Linked DNA regions of Sus scrofa: all the other regions are linked to region 3. The links are chromatin contacts, called in public Hi-C, HiChIP or PLAC-seq and promoter capture Hi-C maps. All regions are on one chromosome and are shown on one strand. Each heading gives the region's core, a stretch centred on a gene start, on an enhancer-like site or on the middle of the called end of the contact. The rest is flanking DNA. Distances are from core to core; before and after follow the strand shown.

Region 1 (3,868 bases), core at 935-3,434, 340 kb before region 3:
AAGCTCGAAATCACATTAATCTGATGTAGGTTCCTTCTTTGCATAGACTAGTTGGGGATAAACTAGACTTAGCTAGACTGATGGCCTCTGAAGGAAAAGCAATGTTTATGGTAGTGAGTTATACTATTTTTCAGGCATTTTAGAGCAAAGCTAACCCTGGGCTTGCTGGTGGAGCAAGACTGAACTGGCATGGAAGGCAACCATGCCACTAATACCCCTCCCCACTAACGCTCGGCACCCTTTCTCCATTGCCATCCGCAGCAGCCGGAAGTGATGAAAATCACACTTCATTCCAAGTGTAGTCTGAGGGGGTAGAGTTTGTAAATTACAGGAAGGGATGAACCAGGGACTCCAATATCCTATGGGCAGTGGTGGAGTCACATGGCTCACAGGGCTTGGATGAACACAGGCAGTTCAGGGGACAGTTAGCAAAGGACGGAGCAATGGACACTCCTTGACCGCCTAACCCAGGGGGCTGGAGCCAGTGGCCTACTCAAGGCAAATGCCCATTCCTTAGCCCTGTAATGTTTGGGGGCAGTTCCTTGGTTTGTCAAAAACTCTCTAATTCTCAAAAATGGGCGTTGTATGTAATGTGGAGAAGATGGAGGGAAGGGGCAGAATTTGGACTATGGAGCGAATAAGTGAATGTTCCACAGAGATATCCTGCAGGGCCAAGGTCCGGCCCAGGGGTAAGCAGAGGGCTGCCACCCACCGGCCCATGCTGCAGAACCTCATCTCAGGTCCCATGTAGGGGACGACGGGCTCCAGCGTTCATGAGGAAAGGTGAAGGTCAGTTCACGTCTGGATTCCCCCTCCTCCCATTTCAGGCATCAGCATGCAAATGCTTTCAAAAAAAAAATTTTTTTTTTTTTGTGGTCCTTTTAGGGCTGCACTCGCAGCATATGGAAGTTGCCAGGCTAGGAGTCAAATTGGAGCTGTGGCTGCTGGCCTACACCACAGCCACAGCAAGGCCAAATCTGAGATATGACTGCGACCTACACCACAGTTCAGGGCAACACGCATCCCTAATCCACTGAGAGAGGCCAGGGATGGAGCCTGCATCCTCATAGGTACTAGTCGGGTTGGTTAACCGCTGAGTCAGGATGGCTACTCCGAAATGCTTTTGATTTTTCTAAGCAGTAATATTAAACATGTTTCAAAAATGGTAAATGTGAACTCCTCAAAATAGTCTCAGAATAAAGGACAACTTTTCGGCATGAATATAAATATTTATATGAAAGTCACTGAATTGTTATTTCTCTTTTCCTCACAAGCTCCACCAATAACCTAGGACAGAGCTGCAGACCGGGGAATGGAAACTGTCACACCATCGGGGCTCAAATCTGCACCTCTGGGTGACTTGGAGACCTGGGGCCACTTGGTTCTGGAGGAAGCACTTTCTCTTGGGACAGCTCTGTGTCGGCTGTTTCTCACTCCTGAGGACCCCTCAACCAAGCCGGCTGGCCGCCAGCCGCCGCCGGGCCCGCTTCCGCGCCTTCCACGTGCTGGCCTGTCGCCCGGCTCAGGGGAGGGTCGGGCCTTCCCGAGGAGACTCTCGCTAACAGGAGCAAACGACGCTGCACGCTCCGGACCTACTCCTCGGGCGACCCGACCGGGGCCACCAGCGGCGCGCGCGTGCAGTTGCCCGCAAAGCCAAAAGAGGGACCCGCGGCGAAATGCGACAAGTGGGTGGAGCCGGAGCGCCGATTCAGACGTGCACCCAGGCTGCCCACAGCTCTTCCCCCTTCAGCGGGAACTGGGACAGGGGTCCTCGTTACATAAGGCGAGCACGGGGCGGGCCCGCTGCGGTTGCCTCTGCTCCTTCCACTGCCTCCCCTCCAGGCCCGCTCAGAGGCCCGGGGAGCATCGTCTGGGACGTAGCAGCCAACTGCCGGTCACCGCGCCTGCGCCCTCCGCCTGGTCCGAGGCGGGCGCGGAGCGGGGGGGGGGGGGGGAATTGTTTGGGCGCACGCGCGCCAGGCCTCCAAGCCCAGAACGCCCCGCTTTCCCAAGTAGGGGAAAGGGCAGCGAGGAGGGACGACGGGGCGGGGCCCTGCGCGCTGGGGTGGTCTCCCATTGGCTCCTCTCTCTCCGCCCTCTGTTCCGATTGGCCACAGGTCGAGCGCACGGGCCGAGCACGCTGCCCCTTGCTGGGCGGCGCTGGGCCGGTGGCCGCGGCGCAGCCAATGGGAGCGGCCCGCGGGCGGGGCTGCGGGTGCTGGGTCTCCGGGCGCGGGCGAGTTGGTAAACAGATCCGGAGCGCGTGCGGGGAGCCAGCGCTGCGCCGAGTGCGCGGAGGCGGCGCGAAGGTGACTTCGGATCCTAGCTTCCTGCAGCAGGGTAAGGCTGCAGCTCTCCGCGTGCCCTGAGTGCTGTCTGCTTGTGGCCAGAGCTGGGCTCACCACCCGCTTGGGCCCTTCTTGCATCTTTCACAAGGGACGGCGCGGCTTCCCTTTTGCGAATTTAATTTGCCTCCGGCTTTTGGCAGCCGAGCGGTGAGCGCGCCTCAGAATGCAGGGTGGGCGCCCTGCGGCTGTCTCCTACCCCTGTTCCCACCTTAGCCGAGGGCTGTCTCTGGGAGGGGACGAGGGTCACGTGCCCAAGCCTTAGGCCCCCGGAGTATGCTGGGCAGCTCCGGTGACCTGATGTTGTGTTTCTTGGTGTCCAGTACTGCTTTCCTGCCTTGCTTTCTCATGATGATATTTCTCTTCACGCCCAGATCCCTTTGCACTGTCTCAGAGGAGCTAACTGCCCCCGGCCCCATGTTTGTGTCAGGACTTTGACTCCCTTGGTCCGAGCCAGCTGTTGGCTTTCACAGGTGGGGTTTGGAGTGAACTTGGGAAAGGGGGCCCTTCTTGGTTCTTTCCTCTGTTGGCTTTCCTGTGACCGTCCTCTTCCTCCAGACACTAGGGGTCTTGTGAGTGGTTTGGGCTTAATTGCCTAAACATGTGCCTTTTTCCAGCCTCTGCCCTGCTGCCGAGCCCAGGTCGGTTCTCCCAGGTGCCTTATGGGATGGGGAATGCTGCAGGGGCGGGTCTGGGTGCTGGGACTCTGTATTTGGGTGAGGGGTGCCAGTCTCCTGCAGGGTGAGAGACTTCTGTGCAGTCTCTCCTCCTGGTTAGAGCCTGCAGCCTATGGGAAAACTTATCATTGCTCACTAGGGCCCTAGGTGTGTGTGACAGAAGCCTGAAGGGCTGGGCCTGCCAGGCCTGACTTGTTGCTGGGGATTTGAACATGCCTGATGCCAGCCTGCCAGTTGTCATGGGTGGGTGGGTCATGTTGGCAGGAGGGCCCTTCTCCAGAGAAGAGACAAAGGGAGGTGCTGGTGGTTCTTAGGAGCAGCTTTTTTTGTTGTTCTTGTCTTTTTAGGACCACACCTGCAGCATATGGAAGCTCCCAGGCTAGGGGTCAAATTGGAGCTGCACCTGCTGGCCTGCACCATAGCCACAGCAATGCCAGATCCAAGCTGCACCTGCAACCTACACTGAAGCTCATGGCAACATTGGATCCTTAACCCACTGAGTGAGGCCAGGGTTTGAACCTGAGTCCTCATGGATACTAGTCGGGTTCATTACTGCTGAGCCACAGTGGGAACTCCAGAAGCAGCATCTTTAAGATTGGTAATGGTTTGGAGTTCCCGTTGTGGCTCAGTGGTTGACGAATCTGACTAGGAACCATGAGGTTGCAGGTTTGATCCCTGGCCTTGCTCAGTGGGTTAAGGATCCGGAGTTGCCATGAGCTGTGGTGTAGGTCGCAGACTCAGCTTGGGTCCCGTGTTGCTGTGTCTCTGGCATAGGCCAGCAGCTATGGCTCCGATTGGACCCCTTTAACAAGTCCCTCCATGTGCCGAGGGAGTGGTCCAAGAAAT
Region 2 (4,090 bases), core at 41-2,540, 400 kb before region 3:
ACACACACACACACACACACACGTGCTCGCTTCTCGTGGTCTTGGCTCACTGCTCCCGTGGCTGCCACTTCTCAACTCATGACTCTCATCTCCTTCCCCTGCTCCCGACACGGGGCACTCTCCCCACCACCCCAGGCAGCTGCCCCTTTTCGCCCATTTACATTCAGTAGGTTCCTGGATCAGATTAACCGTTATTTACCCGTCCTGGACTCTGTCCTGTTCCATCCCCCACCTCTGACCCTGACTGTCTCCCTCCCACTGTTTCTGGATTCTCTGCCCTCGCTCTCATCCATCTTGCTGCCACCTTAAGCCTGATTCACTTCCCATGATTGTCTCCCTCTCTTCTTTTTACCCCTTTCTTAGTCAGTGGCCAGACATATTTATTTTTTTAGGGCTACACCTGCAGCATATGGAGGTGCCCAGGCTAGGGGTCAAATTGGAGCTGCAGCTGCTGGCCTACACCACAGCCACAGCAACACCAGATCCAAGCCGCATCTGTGACCCACACCACAGCTTGCAATAACGCTGGATCCTTAACCCACTGTGTGAGGCCAGGGATTGAACCCATGTCCTCACGGATACTAGGCAGGTTCTTTTCTGCCGAGCCATAACAGGAACTCTGCCAGATATGTTTGTAACCAGAGATCTGATCTGTCACCTCTGTCCTTGGGGGATGAAGTATATCTCCTTAACATGGCACCAGAGACCCTCCACAGCACCTCTCCCCAAGCCCCAGCAGTGCCAGGCTCTGGCTAGAACATTCTTCACACCCTCTGCCCTTCCCTCCCACCTAGGAAAGTCTGTCTCCATCAGATGACGTTATCGTCTCTATAAAGCTTTCCTGATCTCTGAGATGTAATTCTTCTTTGTGCTTCAGTACCTCTTGGTGAACACCTGGATTATATCATTTGTCACATTGGATAGCTGGTTTTTATTGGTTTTAGGACAAAAGTGTTGGCACATTATGGGTACTGAACGGGTGTTTGTTGATTCAATAAGTGAGTGTACTGACAGTCTGGAGTGGCCAGGACATTTTTGGTTGGGAGTTTTGCCCCATGGACTGGATCTCCTCTGGCCAGTCCCTCTTGAGGCTGCTACAGCCTCTGTGGTGGCCCCTGGGGACCGTGGCTTTATAGCAGCCCTTTGACACTTGTGTCCTAGGTGGTCAGTTTGGGCAGGACCTGAGTCCAGGTCTTAAAGCTGCCTCTCACCCTCCTCTGCCTTTGCCTTGTAGGAAAGTGGAACAGAGTCCGCTGTGCTCCTTTTCCAGGCACTTTCGGAGGAGGGGCCATGCTCACTTTCATGGCCTCTGACAGCGAGGAAGAAGTGTGTGACGAGCGGACGTCCCTGATGTCGGCCGAGAGCCCCACGCCTCGCTCCTGCCAGGAAGGCAGGCAGGGCCTGGAGGATGGAGAGAGTGCTGCTCAGTGGGTAGGTTCCTGCCAGTGGTCTGAGGCCCCCAGACAGGGCCCTGGGTCCGTACCTAATGGATAGAAACAGGAGGGAAGGGAAAGAGCAGATGAGAATTGGCTGAAAGGACAGGTGGTCTGCTGAGTGGATCTTAAGTCTGTGAAGGCTTCACAGTAGACTCTGCACGTACACAGCCTGTTAAAGGTCAACTCTGCAGGGCGCTGAGTGATTCCTTCCGCCCTGGCCCTGCCCATTGGGTTCCCCTTCCTAGTGCAGGTTACTGTTTCAATAGGAACCAGAGAGTGAGTTTGGATGCTGGGACAGGCAGCACAGAAGCTAGGAAATTGAGGAAATTGCTGGAGAGAACTTTTTTGGTAGATGGCCAGACATGGTAACCAGGAGAGTGGTATACCTGTCTCACGTTTGGCTTTGGAGCTGGTTATGTGTCTTCGTCCATTCAGGCCACCAGCACAAAATTACTGTAGCCTGCGTGGCTTATAAACAACAGAAATGTATTTTTCACTACTCTAGGGACTGGGAAGTTCAAAGTCAAGGTGCTGGCAGCTCTGATTCTGTTGAGAGCCCACTTCCTGGTTCATAGGTGGCTGATTTCTGTATCCTCACGTGGCAGAAGGTGGGAGGGCACTCTCTGGGTCCCCCTTTATAAGGGCACGAATCCCATTCATGAGGGCTGCACCCTCATGACCTAGTCATCTCCCAAAGGCTGCACCTGCAAACATCATCACAGCCTGTGAATTCGGGGGACACAGACGTCAAGCCCATAGCAGGAGGGGTGGGCTGCACTGTGTGGTCTTAACCTCTGCAGCCTGCAGGACAGATTATTACATTATGAACTGGAGGATATATGTGGGAGAGTGACCAGCCAAGCCACCTTCCTCCCCATCAGGGTAAAACTACACCTGAATCTGCCTGAATTCCCATCTCCATTTCACCTGTAGGATTTCTTTATTCCAGTAGGCCTTGTTCTCCTTTGCTGAAACTTGAGCTCCCTTCTGTCCTCCTCTGGGCTCCAAGAGAGATCTCATCAGCTCAAGGCTACGGAATAGCTACTCCAGAGCCATTTCTTTCTTTCTTTCTTTCTTTTTTTTTTGCCTTTTCTAGGGCCGCTTCCCACAGCACATGAAGGTTCCCAGGCTAGGGGTTGAATCGGAGCTGTGACCACTGGCCTATGCCAGAGACACAGCAACACAGGATCCGAGCCTTGTCTGCGACCTACACCACAGCTCACAGCAATGCCAGATCCTTAACCCACTGAGCAAGGCCAGGGATTGAACCCGCAACCTTATGGTTCCTAGTTGGATTTGTTAACCACTGAGCCATGATGGGAACTCCCGGAGCCATTTCTTTTTTTTTTTTTTTTTTTTTTGTCTTTTGTCTTTTGTCTTTTTTTTTTTGCTGTTGTTGTTATTGTTGCTATTTCTTGGGCCGCTCCCGCGGCATATGGAGGTTCCCAGGCTAGGGGTCGAATCGGAGCTGTAGCCACCGGCCTACGCCAGAGCCACAGCAACTCAGAATCCGAGCCGCGTCTGCAACCTACACCACAGCTCACGGCAACGCCGGATCGTTAACCCACTGAGCAAGGGCAGGGATCGAACCCGCAACCTCATGGTTCCTAGTCGGATTCGTTAACCACTGCGCCACGACGGGAACTCCCCGGAGCCATTTCTTACTCGTTTCTTTGTCTTTTCTTTCCTGGAGTTTTTGCGCATCTCAGTTGTTTTTAGTTGTTTTCCCTTCCTTCTCAACTGAATATCTAGATGAAATTCTCTCTGCAAAGAACAGACACCAAAGAACAGTCATTTTAAATGTTCGTTTCATTTGGCTTTGTCTTGGCTGTTCACATAATTAACAAGGCAGCTAATGACCCTGAATGATCACAATTCCAAAACAGGTTCTTGCAGATCAGCTTGTGCCAGCATCTGGCAGGCGTCCCCCATCCTCCTTCGCTGCCTCCTCGTTTCGCTCTCCCACCTCCCATGGCCCAGATCCTCCCCGGGCTTGATGCTCAGTTCGCCTCTTTGGTTCAGAGCTGCAAATGTTGCATGCTGGATTTAGGGGGGGCGGGGGCGGGAGGGGGGCACAGAAAATTCAAAGTCATTTCTTCCTCTGCAAATTCCCCGTGTCTTGATTACAAAGAGAGTCACCCTTCTAGTTTGTCCATTTTGATTTGCCAACCAAAAATGTTTACTCTCTGCCTTCCTCCTGTCACCTGGCCTGTCCCCTCCCAGGCTGGTAAGGCCATGTGAACAGAGCCGAGTTGCATCACGAGTCCCTTCCTGAGGGTGGGGAAGGTCTTTAGATGCAAACACCATTCTGCCCACCGTCTCTTCCACGGCTGCCTCGGCCTGCCTCCGGGCATCTCTCAATCTCTGGTTGTCCCCAGAAACTTTTCAGATGTCCTGGAATCCCACCGCTCCCACCTCTAACCTACAGCCCACAGCCTGGTCCTTACATCTGGAAAGCGACATTCAGATGTCTCGTGTCCAGTTCCCAAACACCCCCATGCTACATTGGTGGGCCACCCATGGGGGGCGTCCCGGGGCCCTCACAGCTGCTTTCCCACAGAGAAGCCAGGACAGCGAGGAGGACCACGAGGAAGACCCTGACCGCTATGTCTGCAGTGGGGTTCCTGGCCGGCCACCAGGCCTGGAGGAGGAGC
Region 3 (3,860 bases), core at 402-2,901:
ATATATACTGATTTAATATATATGCTATTATTATTAAATATACTTAACATACCAAATATATATATTAATATAGTCATTACAGAGTAGAGTTTATCATGATAACTCCCTACAACAATTAAATCTTTATGCCCAGCTAAAGAGGTTTTATTTTAAATACACTTACCCCATTCTAGGTATTCAAGAATGTTCTTCTCTCTTCTCAGTGGAGAATTATTGCATTCATCATAAAGGCAGATGAGGATATCCAGTAACGTTTCCACACTGAAGCACTGCCCATTGGTCTGAGCCGGCCCATCCAAAATAAACTGCTCCAACTGCCTCAAACGCACTTCTCCAGACATGTTTGCTTCAATTTCGGCTGGGTTTTCTTGCAATAACTAGAACGACTTTGACTATGATTATCTGATCCTAAATTGTAAAAGCTGTGGTTTTAAAAATAAACCACTTGTTATTCAAACAACTGTCATGCAGTGCCGGGGCTGAATGCAACATCCAACCCACCAGGAACCTCACTTAACTGAAGCGTCTTCAATTTCGCACATATACATATATCTTGAGGGAAAGTTATCATAAAATAGATATTTAATACATTTTTCAAAGAATAATACAATTAAGTCGTATATTTAAATAAAATAATTAAAAAGTACAGCGAACCAAAGAGTCAACACTTCTTATTAAAAAAGGGAAAAAAAGAAAAAAGAAAAAAACTCTTCTCCTTCATTCAAAATTCAACTCGTGCAACATAATCCTGAAACGAATCCGGTTGCATCATTAATGAATTAAGTCCGATCTGCATCAGCAATTCACTTCCCAGGCAGAAGGAAAACCGAAAAGGGAGGAAAAAACCAGAATGTATATAAGGGGGAGGGAAAACCAAAAATTCTGCTGCAAATCCTCCCAACCACCACTGGGATAACGCCTCAGCGGCAATTTCTCCAGCGGGAAAGGGAGGTGGCGAGGTCCCAGAAGCAGCCCTGGGCTCGGAGCACGCCAAGTCTTCCCCGGAGGAGGCTTTTCCTTTCTCCTCCTGAGCTCCTTCTTCCTAAGGCTTTGCAGTTAGTCCCATTTCCAACGGATTACGATGAAAACTCTTCATTTTTCTCCCCGCTTCTCCCAGGGGCCTGACTGGCTGCGGGCGGCACTCGCCCCCGGCTCCGGGAGCGGCGGCTACTCGGCCGCCCGAGCCCGCTCCATGTCGGTGGTCGCTGGGCCGCCGGCCTGGGCCGCGCCGGGCGGAGAGCCCGGTCTCCCCCTCACCAGCACCGCGGCCGCCCGCCCGCCGACGCTCCCGACGCCCGGGCGAGGAGGTGCTTTTCTGGATTCAGAGGACGCGGACGGCAGCAGCTGCGGCGGCGAGGGCGCGGGCGGCTCCGGCAGCTAGTTCTCCTCCTTCTTCACACCCCGGGGTTAAGGGCATCTTTCCCCGGCAAGGAGGGAAGCGGCCGAGGCGCCGGAGGAGGGGTTGGTGCCGCTGGTAAGGAGACCAGGGGCTGCCGCAGCCCGGCTCGCAGCCACTCCCTTCCTTTCCCTCCACCCCTCCCCCGCCTTCCCCGTCCTCTCGCGCTCGCGCCCTGGGCTCCGCGAGGCTGCTCCAGGCCCGCCGCGCGCAGGCGGAGGTTCGCCGACGAGTCCGGATCCAATATGGCGGCCCCCGCCCCCTCCCCCGACACGCGCGCACACGCCCTCTCCCCGCCCCGCCCCCGCCCGAGCCCAGCCGGCGCGGCGGGGTCCGGTCCTGCGGCCGCGCAGAGCCGAGCCCAGGCCCTGGGCGGGTGGGGGCGGGGGCGCGGGCGCCTGCACCACCCCGAGGGGAGGGTGGGGACGCCTCGGCAGCCCAGGCTGCGGCAGCCGCAACGTGGAATGCAGGGATACGGGAGGACTAGCGAGGCCGCGGCGGCGGCGGCGGCGGCGGGAGCGGACGGTCTGGAGGCGGGAGGACCCGGGCGCGGGCTGGGAACTGCGCCACCGCCGCGCTGCTGCTCCCGGTTCCTCGAGGCTTCTGGTTCGTACGGATCGCGAAGCGGGGCTTCCTCCTGGTCCTCGGAGGCACCACCTGACTGGCGCGTTTGCTAAGGGGACGCAGAAGCTGACAGCATAAGGCTTTCAACACCTCCGTAAAAGACCGTGTCTTTCTCACCATCTCTACCTGCTCACCTCTCGCCCCCCAAATTCAGTTCGCAAGCATTCCGAAGTAATGATTTCCTTGGTGTCTAATTGCACCACCTCTTGTGTCATTACCCAGGACAAATACAATGACAGACTTGTATGCGCTACCCTCCAAGTCCTGAGTGTGTGCGCGAGAGTAGAATTCCCTAGTCTGTTCCCAAAAGTTTCCCTCTGTAGAGCACAGTGTTTTCTCTCCACAACTATTCTAGCGGCTGCCTGTTTATTCCCAGCGAAGGTTACCACCTACGAGGCATTCAGCCAATGAAGGGGAGTCAGATAGTCCCCTATCGTCAAATCTCCATCCCCTGTTCGTGGGCGCGCACGTAACCCCACGGCACAGCACAGAAACCCGGCAGCAAAGGCAGGTCATTCATCAGGTACAGTTCCTGATGCAATTAGGACCTTCCAGGTTTTTTGAATCTCGATTTTAGGAGAGAACGCTCTACAAATTTTTCATGGAAGAGCCCACATTTAAATGTATCCTTAAACTGGGTCACTGCATATCTGTCATTTCCTTCTCAAAACTGCCATCTCCTCCATAATTTTTGTCCAAAATACATTTATTTTATATTCCTTTCCTACACCCGTGAGGCAGTTAGGTTTACTATGTTCATGCCCACAATTGCCCATAGGGAAGCTGAAGAAGAACTAGAAATCAGGGTCTAGAAGTCTAAAAATAAAACCTAACATTAATTATTCAAATTGCTGTCATTCACAAAACATTGTGAATCTTTTGTGAAATCTACACTTGGTGTGGCTTAAATGCACAGCATTCTTTTTCCAACAAGCTCTTAACACAAGAGAGATATTTACATAGCCTCAGACAAAAGATGGATCATTTCTAGGCAGAACATCTTTACATGTGTGTGTTGGCTAGTTACAAAAGTAGTAGAAAAGCAAAAAGTTTAATCCTAACACACATGATATTTTGGTGTTTATTAAAGTCTTTTTCCTATGAATTTTAATAAAAGTGTTACACAATAAAAGACAGTTTTAGAGCCTCCTGTTTTCACTTAATATATAATGAGCCTGTTTTCTGGTCAGCCCTTATTCTTCAACAGCATGGTTTTTAACAGTGAAGCCAAAATGCTTTTACCCTTTCACTTGACCATGAGGTCGGGTAACAAAGAAAGAAGCGATTTCTCTGCTTTGACACCACAGAGCTGGCTCCAAGATACCTACTTGTCCAACGTGTAAATAACTCTAAAGAAGAGTTTAAGAGAGAACCTAAGCCATATTAGATCACAATAAATGCTAATTAACAGTGAATATATATGAGATACAGATACGTTAACAAAAGAGTCACGCTGCTGGTCCTTGCCACCTATGCTGTTAGCACTCAGGAGCCACCCACAGTCTAGGGTATTGATGGTTGCTTAATAACCTTTTCCACATTATTTAGACAGTAAAGGGAGAACTTACTTTATTTCAAAAAAAAAAAAAAAGGCACAAAGAGAAGTAGGAAGGTTGAACCCAATCAATTTTGCTTGAATAATTCAAGCTCAGAGACTTAATAATTAACTAGACACTAAACACATTGTGTGGGTGTTATTTTAAATGTTCCGGTTGAAGTGTGAACATGCTTGTTAATGAAACCGGTCTCAAGCCAAAGAAAGGCGCAGCCCCAGCAGCCCCACAGTGCTTGAAGTGCTTCTGCAAAACATGAGTGCTACAGGCTGCATGGCAGGGTGTTC
Region 4 (4,151 bases), core at 278-2,777, 360 kb before region 3:
ATCAGGGTGCTGAGGTCTTACAACCTCCTTGGGTACTCGAGCTTCAGTGTCTCATGTCGAGATTGTTCCTCAATTTTCCATTCTTAATAAGGAACGCTGACGGAGTGTGTGGCAGAGACATTCAGCTGCAGGACAGTTTTCCTTCCTTCTGAGCGCGCCCCTAGACTTCACTCCCCAGGTTCCCCCACAGGTGGGCGTGGCCGTGTGTTTGGGTTCCAGCCAATGAGGGAGCGCGAGCAGAGATCTGTGTGCCTGGCGGGTCAGCCTCGAAAGGGGAATGGAGGAGACTCCTAGGAGCTTGGAAGTCACGTGACGAGGATGTGCGGGAAGGAATACCCTGCTGCCCCATTCACCTACCTGCAGGTGTCCTTGACCGTGGAACTGCTTTTGTCTTTTCCCTCTATGGGATCATTAGCAATTTAGAAACTCACTTGGTCCTGCTTGAGCTCTTTGATTCTTGTATCACAAGATCAGTCACACCTACCTTTTCTCCAAATACCTTGAGAGTCTCCTTCCTGAGTCTTGTTGCACACTGGACGGTCCAGCAAGCCCTTCCCAGCTATCCAGACTCCTGAGTGGCGCTGAGCTGTCTCTGATTTTCAAGTTCTGGGCAGACTGGCCTGTTTGTGCAGAATTAGATCCAAAATGCTGCTCCTCTTCGTTTTCTCTGCATTCTAAGGAATGGAATTGTTGTTTCAGCAAGAATTTAGCAGAAACCTGGAGTTCCCATCGTGGTGCAGCGGAGACGAATATGACTAGGAACCATGAGGTTGCAGGTTTGATCCCTGGACGTGCTCGGTGGGTTACGGATCTGGCGTTGCCATGAGCTGCAGTATAGGTCTCAGACGCAGCTGGGATGCCACGTTGCTCTGGCTGTGGTGTAGGCCAGCAGCTGAAGTTCCGATTTGTTCCCTAGCCTGGGAACCTCCATATGCTGCAGGCACAGCCCTAAAAAACAAAATAAAAATAAAAATAAAAATAGAAAGAATTTAGCGGAAACCGCATCACAATTTAAGGAGACTGAAGGGGGGGGGACAACTTTACAGCCACAACAGCCTGGTACACCAAAAGGTGGATCTTGCCGCCTGGAAGGGCTGATCTCCCACCTCAACAAGGTCTGAATGCTTGAGTTTGGCAGAAGGAATGGGAGAGAAATAAACGACTCTCCCGAATACAGTGAGGAGAATTTGGAGTTCCGGAGGCAGTCGGAAAGGGAAAGGCTAGGAGGAGAGACAAGAAGGCGAGGAGACGAAAAAGCCACTAAGTGGGACCGTGAGGGAGATGGCCAGCTGACAGAGTCCCCATAGGATGGGACAGCTAAAGAACTTCCGAGGACAGAGGTGTCTAACATTTAATCTGGAGTTATGTAGATCCTGTCCAGTCCCCTTGTTAAAGGGGTTTGCACAGCCTGGGACGGGACAGCACGCAGGTGGCAGACAGTCCACAAACTGCTGGCACTCGGCAGTGGCAGGGCCTCGGGGCCAGAGGTGACTGTGCACATGAGCCTCCTCCCACTTCCCGGGATGTGGCCAAGCCTTAGCAGGAGGGCTTTAGGCTCCCCCAGGCTGTGGCATGGACCCTGGAACCAATACTCTCTAGGGAGGTTTCACCTGACATCTGAGTCACACACCAAACGTGGCCACTGCTAAAAAAATAATGGTGATAATATAAAATTAAATTAAGAATTAAGTAGGTAGGTCAGGTATTTGGCACCTTAGAACCCTGAGGCCCAGAGAGGTTATGTGAGGTACCTCAGGGACCTGGTGTCACGGTAGAGCGGCTCTGATCTCAGGTTCTCTGGCTCCTGGTCCCTGCCTCCGTGCCCGGGAGGGGAGAGCAAGGCCATGGGGCTGGAAGCAGCATCATTCCTCAGGCACCGTGTGCTCCTGGTCCCTTGTGGGCTCAGCTCTTCCCTGAGCGGCTCCCACAGGGATCTGGGAGTTAATCAATAACTTGTTCCGCCCATGAGCTGAGCTCCCTGGTGGGAGTGGGGAAGATGTTCCTCCTGCTTGGGAGACAAATTTTCCTTGGTGAGGGGAAGCATGTGAGAAACAAACTCATTAATAAGCTCATCAGTGTTCATAAAATTTGTTTGTTTTTTGCTTTTTGCTTTTTAGGGCCTCACCTGAGGCATATGGAAGTTCTCAGGCTAGGGGTCAAATCAGAGCTACAGCTGCTGACCAGAGCCACAGCCACAGCCACAGCAATGCCAGATCCCCCACCCACTGAGCGAGGCCAGGGATCGAACCTGCATCCTCATGGGTACTAGTCTGGGTCATTACTGCTGAGCCACAACAGGAACTTCCAAGATATTTTATTTGACTGTCAGAGGTTGTCTTTGTTCCCATGGAAGGATCTGGGCCCCCAAATGAGAAGAATAAGCCATAGGTGGGGAGACACTGGGGCCATCCATCAGAGAGTATGTTTCTTGCCGCACTGCTTTCCTGTCCTCTAGACAGGGACGCGTGTTGACTGGTGAGAAGAGGAGGAGGTTTCTTGAGTGCAAGGGGCCCAGGCACTCCTCCTGAGATAAAGAGTCATAAATAGACCTCAGGCCTGACCTGGAGCCAGGCTCAGTGTCCTTGGGCTGGGAGGGCTTGCAGGCCAGGGCTCAGGTGGAGGGGCTGGGACCAAGCAGCTGCTGTGGAAATTTCCATGGGCCATCCACCAGCTTTTGGGAAGCTCTGGAATCCCTCTCAGCATGAGGAAGACATGGGTTATGAAAGAGGCACAAGATGTGGTCCCAGCTCTCAAGGAGCTTGGCCCCGGAGAGGATACTCAGGGACGCTTGCCCAGAAAGCAAGGGAACATCAGGTTGGAAAATCTTAATGTTGTAAATAAGGTCAAGGCCTGGGACTAGTCAAGAAAAAGTCGATATTGCCTTCCAAGTATTTAAGCCCCATTTCGCCTTCTAAGAAAAATGTTGAAAATAAAAACTTCACATTCAGGTAAAAGCTGATTTTATGATCTCAAATACTACTACAGGGTCACAAACAATATATGATTTTTATTTATTCATTTATTTATTTATAGGTTTTTTTTTTTTTTTTTTTTTTTTTTTGTCTTTTAAGGCCACACTTGCCACATATGGAAGTACCCAGGCTAGGGGTCGAATCAGAGCTGCAGCTGTCGGCCTACACCACAGCCACAGCAACTTGGGATCCAAGATGCATCTGCGACCCACACCACAGCTCACAGCAACACCAGATCTTTAACATTCTGATCGAGGCCAGGGATCGAACCCACATCCTCAAAGATACTAGTTGGGTTTGTTACCACTGAGCCACAATGGGAACTCCAATATATGAATGTTTTTAGAGGAAAAAAATGTACCGTTTATCGCCGGTGGCTGCAGTCTGAGACATCCTCAAGGAGTGAGGTTAACACTGGACGTCATTTTTGGTACAGACGTCAGTTACTGCTCATCAAAAGACTTCAGTTCCATGTCTGGGTAATTGTTACCAAAAGCTTGGAAGTGTGTAATTTTGTAAAACCAGATGTTGCCACCACCCCAGGAACGAGAGCTGTGTGCGAGGTTTTCCCCCTCCCCGAGTAAGATTCAGGCTGTGTGTGTTTGTGTATGTGTATGCACACGTGCATACACATGAGCAAATGTGCACAAGTGTAACTTGCCATGTTCACCATAATGCCGCCTTCCCAATGTACCGGGGAGGATGCTTTGGGTTGCAAGTAAGAGAAATCATGAAGAGAATTTATTGGTTCAGGTGGCTGAGAAGTTAGGGAAGCCTTTCAAAAGAGTTTAATCAGGGCTCCATGCCTCTGATTCTCTCTGCCTTGCCTTCCTTTATGGGCCAGATTCCTTGGTAGGCTGGCTTTCTTCAAGGTTACAAGATGCCTCTCAAGAGCAACTCAGTTGGAACTGAACAATTAAGTCAAAATATCTTGACAAGTCTAGAGAAAGAGGGACCATTGCTTCTCTTAACCATTGAGCCTAAGACCTACACTACATTCTGATTGGTCCATTTCAGGACCAATCACTGTGTGTGTGCCATGTGCTGACAGGCCCAGGCTCAAAAAAACCTATCACTTAGACAAATGCATTGGGATTGGCCTAGCCCATAATTGGGTGGGGTCAATGCCACTCACATTTGGTTGCTTAAGCAATGAGGAGGAGGACAGCAGTTGTTGGA
Region 5 (3,918 bases), core at 983-3,482, 470 kb before region 3:
CCGCCCAACTCGGGCTGCCCACGCTGCTGCCGCTGCCGCTGCCACTGCCGCTGCCGCTGCCACTACCACTATTCAGCCTGCGCCGGCCACTCCGCCAGCCCGGGGGGCTCCCGGGCTCCTCCGGCGACAAGGACTCGGCTGGGGGGAACAAGAAAGAGGAGCCGCTCCCGGGGCTGAAAACGCTGCCTGGGCTCAACACGGCCCTTCCCGGCGGCGGCGGCGGCGGGGGCGTCTCGCTGCTGCTGGGCCGAGGGCCGCCGCCGCTCTTCACCTGGTTGGCGCTATTCATGATCACCAGGCTGTTGAGTGCATAGCAGTACATAGCCATAGTACTGGGTCCGCCGCGCTGCCCGCCGCCGCCGCTCCCGTTCCGGCTCCGCCGCCGGCGTCTCCTCCTCCCGCAGCTCTCGGCTCAGCCCTGGAGGCCCCGCGGCCGCGGCTCCGCGCGCAGATGGGGTGGCATGGCCCGGGCAGCGGGCGGGGGGCAAGACCGCAGGCTCAGCCCCCGCCCAGAGCTCCATAAACAACAGCGCCGCTGCGGAGACACAAGGAGAAAAGTCAGGACCCCAGAGGGCGGGTGGTGGGGAACGGCTTGGGAACTAGGACGGCCCCGGCCCGCGGAACCCCCATCTGTCCGGAAGCGGGTGCCACTGGACGTCTCACTTCTAGGGGCTATGCCGCCAGGCGAAGACACAACTCCGCGGCCTCCGGCGCTAGCGCGGTTGCGGGTGTGCGTTTCCCGAGTGCGTTCCCACCCCTCGCCCCAGGCTGTGATGCGCCTGGAGGTCTCTTCAGATTCCAAATTCTAAGATTCGTCTCCAGAGCCAAGAGCACCGGCGGAGGATGCCGTACAACTACTTAATTCCTACGCGGGCTGCGTGCGGAGCGCGGCTCTTGCGACCTCTCTGAGAGTGAGGACTCCCCCCTTCACCACCACTGGGTCTCCTCGGCTTTGCAAACCCTGGTTCAATCAGGTATAACAGGGCAGCCCCCGCCCCTGGGCTTCGGGATCTCCCCGCTCCACTCTCTCTGGCCAACAAGGACCGACTCAGAGGAAACCTGAGCGGGACCTGCCTTCCCCGGCCGCTGCCTGCGCCCGGGTCTTGGAGGGGAACCTCTGCGTGGCCTGCCGTTTACCTTCCTGACCCTGGCCTTGGGGCTGTTTCCCTAGGCCTACGACGGCCTGGGCGAGCGGTGGGGCAGCAGCCAAGGCCTTTTCCAGCACTGGCCTTGTCGCCAGTCCCCAAACAAGTGTGTTTTGTGTGTGGGCGCGCCTGCGCGCGCTCGGGGCCGAGACGCTGCGCGTCCCCTGTACCGGAACCAATACTCGCCGCCCCCTGCCGTCGCCCCCCATGGAGGGGCGTGTGTGTGTGTGTGTGTGTGTGTGTGTGAGTGAGTGTGTGAGTGTGTGCGCGCGCCTGTGCGCGCGCGCCGGTACCGGGAGTCCGCGCTCCGCACGCCCTGTGCGGGAGGACGCTACTGCCTCTGCGGGCACCGGGACCCGCGCCCCCTCCGAGGGACTCTGCGATGTGCGCGGCTGCAGCCTTCGGGGGCCCAGGCTCTGCAAACCTCCCGGGGCCCGGCTCTAAGCCCCTGGGCGGCGCAGCCGAGTACAAGGCTTCTCCGCATCCTGGGCAGCCTCGCCCGGCGGCCGGAGCCGGGGGACGCCTGCAGCGCGCCGGGGAGGCGGCGGGAAGTCAGTGGCCCGGAAGGCGAGCAGGAGAAACGCCGAAAACTTGTCTCTGGCTCCTGTGCTCACACCCCTACTCCACGCCACCGTCCCCAGTCAAAACCTCTTTGCCCGTCTCCCCGGCCCACTTCTCTGCGCTTTTTCAGAACCCGGAACCCTCAGATTCTCTCCCGAGCAGAGAGTGAGGGGAAACCGCGTTCGGAGGCGAGGGCCATTTAAAAAGCCGCCAAACTTACCTGCAATTTCTCAGATTCCCGGGTCCTGTGCAGACTACATGGCCCAGGGACGCAGACCGCGTAGGAAAAAGATGGCTTTAAAAGTTCAAAAAGCTCAGAAATGGTTTCCTGACTTCTTTTGGAAGACCAAAAAAATAGGAGTGGAAAAGAAGGCGGAAAGCTCCTCGGTAGGGGCCGGAGATCCGGGCGGTGGCGACGCCGGCCGGCCCTGCACGCCCTTCTGAGCCGCGGAGATACTACCCCTGTCAGTGTCTGCTCCAGGCCACTTCAGTGTTTGTTCAATGTGCGATTAAAAAAAAAAAAAAAAAAAAAAAGTTGGGGGGTGGGGGAGAGGAGGGAGGAGGGAGAAAGGCGGGGGCTTGGGGGAGGAAAGCAGGAAGGAAGTTGTGAGCCTGTCTGGGGTTGAACTCAGCGGAACAAGTTTTTCTTTTCTTTTTTTTTTTTTTTTTTTTTTCTATTGCTTGGCAAGACCGAGGGAGGGAAACACTTAAAAAAAAAAAAAGTTTCCATTGTTAGCTAACAAAAAAAGAAAACCTTTTAACTTCTGCGGGTTAAAGATACACGATCCATTTTCCACCCCTCCAGCGAGCCTCGCTGGTGGCTAGCTTTATGAAACTTTTTTTGAAACATGTTTTTAATAAAGTTTGAGTGTGCATTTTAAGCAAAGCAAATCATGGGGGCCTGTTTAGCATTTAAAACGAACTAAAGCCCTATATAAACTGTTTGTGTCCTTGTACACAAATATGCAAATTCGAATAAGGTACTTTGTGGGCACCTCCGTTGCAGTTGCACATTTTAAATGCATCACGGTCGTATTTTGGAAGGCAGGTTGGGCTGTGAGCTGTTGATAGTTTTGCAGTGCAATTGCTAGTTGAATAAACACGCCTTTGCATTGCACATGTTTTTTATTACTAAATGCACACAGCAAATGTGACATTGGCATGTTTTTGCACTTAATTCTCCAAGTTATTTTAAGAAAAATAATAGGCCTGGAACTAAGAAGGCTGGGGACCCTTTGCTCAGTCTCCTGCAGCTGGATCATTTTCAAGAGACTTTTTCCTCCATCATCAGCAAATACCTCTGGGCAAGGATCTTACCCCATTTAAGCTCTGATGCTGCAAGTGTGTTTTGCATAATTCCCTAAACCCTAAACTATAGCATTTAGTGGAAAGAGGGAAAATACAGCTGCCAGGCTCAAGAAATGTAAAACTCTAAAGCCCAGCATCAGTCCTTATGTTCCTATTAACCAGAGTTTAGTTGGAAATTTTGACTCTGCTCTTGCTTGTTTGTAACAATGCTGTTTAAGTGAGCAAAGCAACCTGCTGCTCCCTCAGGAAAAAACTCATTTAAATCTGAAACCAAGACATCTTCTAGCCAAGAATTCCCTGGAATCAGACACTGTTGAGTCCTGTCTGTTTTTATGTTTTTAACATGCTATGTTAAAAGGATTGGGTCTAATTCCTCTTCTCCCCCCCCCCCCATGGGGCTAAGTAAAAAGAGCCTAGAGTTTATTCAGATATTGCCTCAGGACCTGGGCAATTGCTATGGCAGAGAAGTCAGCCCTATCCTTGCCCCTAATTCAGTGCCCTAGTGGCAAGAAACAGGAGCTGCCAGTTCTCGAGAGACCCACTCCAGGGAGTTTATTTCTGACTATCACAGGAGATACAAACACCCACATCAGGTGTCATGGTAGAAACAACTGAAGGGCTGAGTGATACATACGGTGAACACAGAAACTTAGCTTCCCAGCCTCTGGGAAATCTCACTGTCACCTCATAGCTAGACTTCACAGGCCTTCCCTAGAATTGAGAAATTCAGGTTTCCCTGAATGTAGAGTCAGCCTGAAGAATTTTGCTCAGAACGTAGTCAGCAACTGGTCAGGTTGTGGCATGCAGAAGGGATTCCTGCCTGGGACTGGAGGTAGAGCTAGATAATTCTACCAGTCTAAAATTCTAACTGTGCTATCCAGGACAGCAAGGAGGGGGGAGAAGA

The links. Promoter capture Hi-C pulls out the DNA fragments that hold promoters and counts their contacts. A called contact is a pair of places that touch in the nucleus more often than the background predicts. HiChIP or PLAC-seq counts read pairs in DNA pulled down with a chosen protein or histone mark.
Region 1: a promoter capture Hi-C map of liver shows a contact between it and region 3, with 7 times the contacts expected there. The contact joins the promoter of COQ8A here to the promoter of CDC42BPA in region 3. A contact is called at or near these places in 4 of 5 promoter capture datasets (fetal liver, fetal skeletal muscle and liver) and 1 of 47 Hi-C or Micro-C datasets (fetal skeletal muscle).
Region 2: an H3K27ac HiChIP or PLAC-seq map of alveolar macrophages shows a contact between it and region 3. The contact joins the promoter of PSEN2 here to the promoter of CDC42BPA in region 3. A contact is called at or near these places in 2 of 5 promoter capture datasets (fetal liver and liver) and 1 of 2 datasets of contacts at active chromatin or transcription factors (alveolar macrophages).
Region 4: a contact with region 3 is called in a Hi-C map of skeletal muscle, with 4 times the contacts expected there. The contact joins the enhancer-like site here to the promoter of CDC42BPA in region 3. A contact is called at or near these places in 2 of 5 promoter capture datasets (fetal liver and liver), 5 of 47 Hi-C or Micro-C datasets (embryonic fibroblasts, fetal heart ventricle, fetal skeletal muscle and 1 more) and 2 of 2 datasets of contacts at active chromatin or transcription factors (alveolar macrophages and skeletal muscle).
Region 5: a Hi-C map of embryonic fibroblasts shows a contact between it and region 3, with 1.6 times the contacts expected there. The contact joins the promoter of ITPKB here to the promoter of CDC42BPA in region 3. A contact is called at or near these places in 1 of 5 promoter capture datasets (fetal liver) and 1 of 47 Hi-C or Micro-C datasets (embryonic fibroblasts).

The regions. Positions count from the first base shown.
Region 1 is chr10:14,595,053-14,598,920 of Sscrofa11.1, forward strand. It overlaps COQ8A (atypical kinase COQ8A, mitochondrial), which reads left to right and starts at 2,185. Exons shown (of 15, transcript XM_021064416.1): 1 at 2,185-2,340.
Region 2 is chr10:14,543,382-14,547,471 of Sscrofa11.1, forward strand. PSEN2 (presenilin 2) reads left to right here and starts at 1,291. Exons shown (of 10, transcript NM_001078666.1): 1 at 1,291-1,431; 2 at 3,997-4,090. The coding sequence starts at 1,291. LOC100510923 (a long non-coding RNA gene) reads right to left here. Exons shown (of 4, transcript XR_305804.3): 3 at 3,102-3,200; 4 at 903-1,483.
Region 3 is chr10:14,939,337-14,943,196 of Sscrofa11.1, forward strand. It overlaps CDC42BPA (serine/threonine-protein kinase MRCK alpha), which reads right to left and starts at 1,652. Exons shown (of 40, transcript XR_002336229.1): 1 at 164-1,652.
Region 4 is chr10:14,577,009-14,581,159 of Sscrofa11.1, forward strand. No RefSeq gene overlaps it. Among named protein-coding and RNA genes, the nearest start is that of COQ8A, 18 kb to the right of the region's middle. Within about 2 kb of position 1,528, at least 2 of the 83 cell types and tissues checked have an H3K27ac peak or open chromatin away from gene starts, as enhancers often do. A contact at or near this core is called in skeletal muscle, where this site is marked.
Region 5 is chr10:14,467,354-14,471,271 of Sscrofa11.1, forward strand. It overlaps ITPKB (inositol-trisphosphate 3-kinase B), which reads right to left and starts at 2,233. Exons shown (of 10, transcript XM_021064414.1): 1 at 1,927-2,233; 2 at 1-535. The coding sequence starts at 328.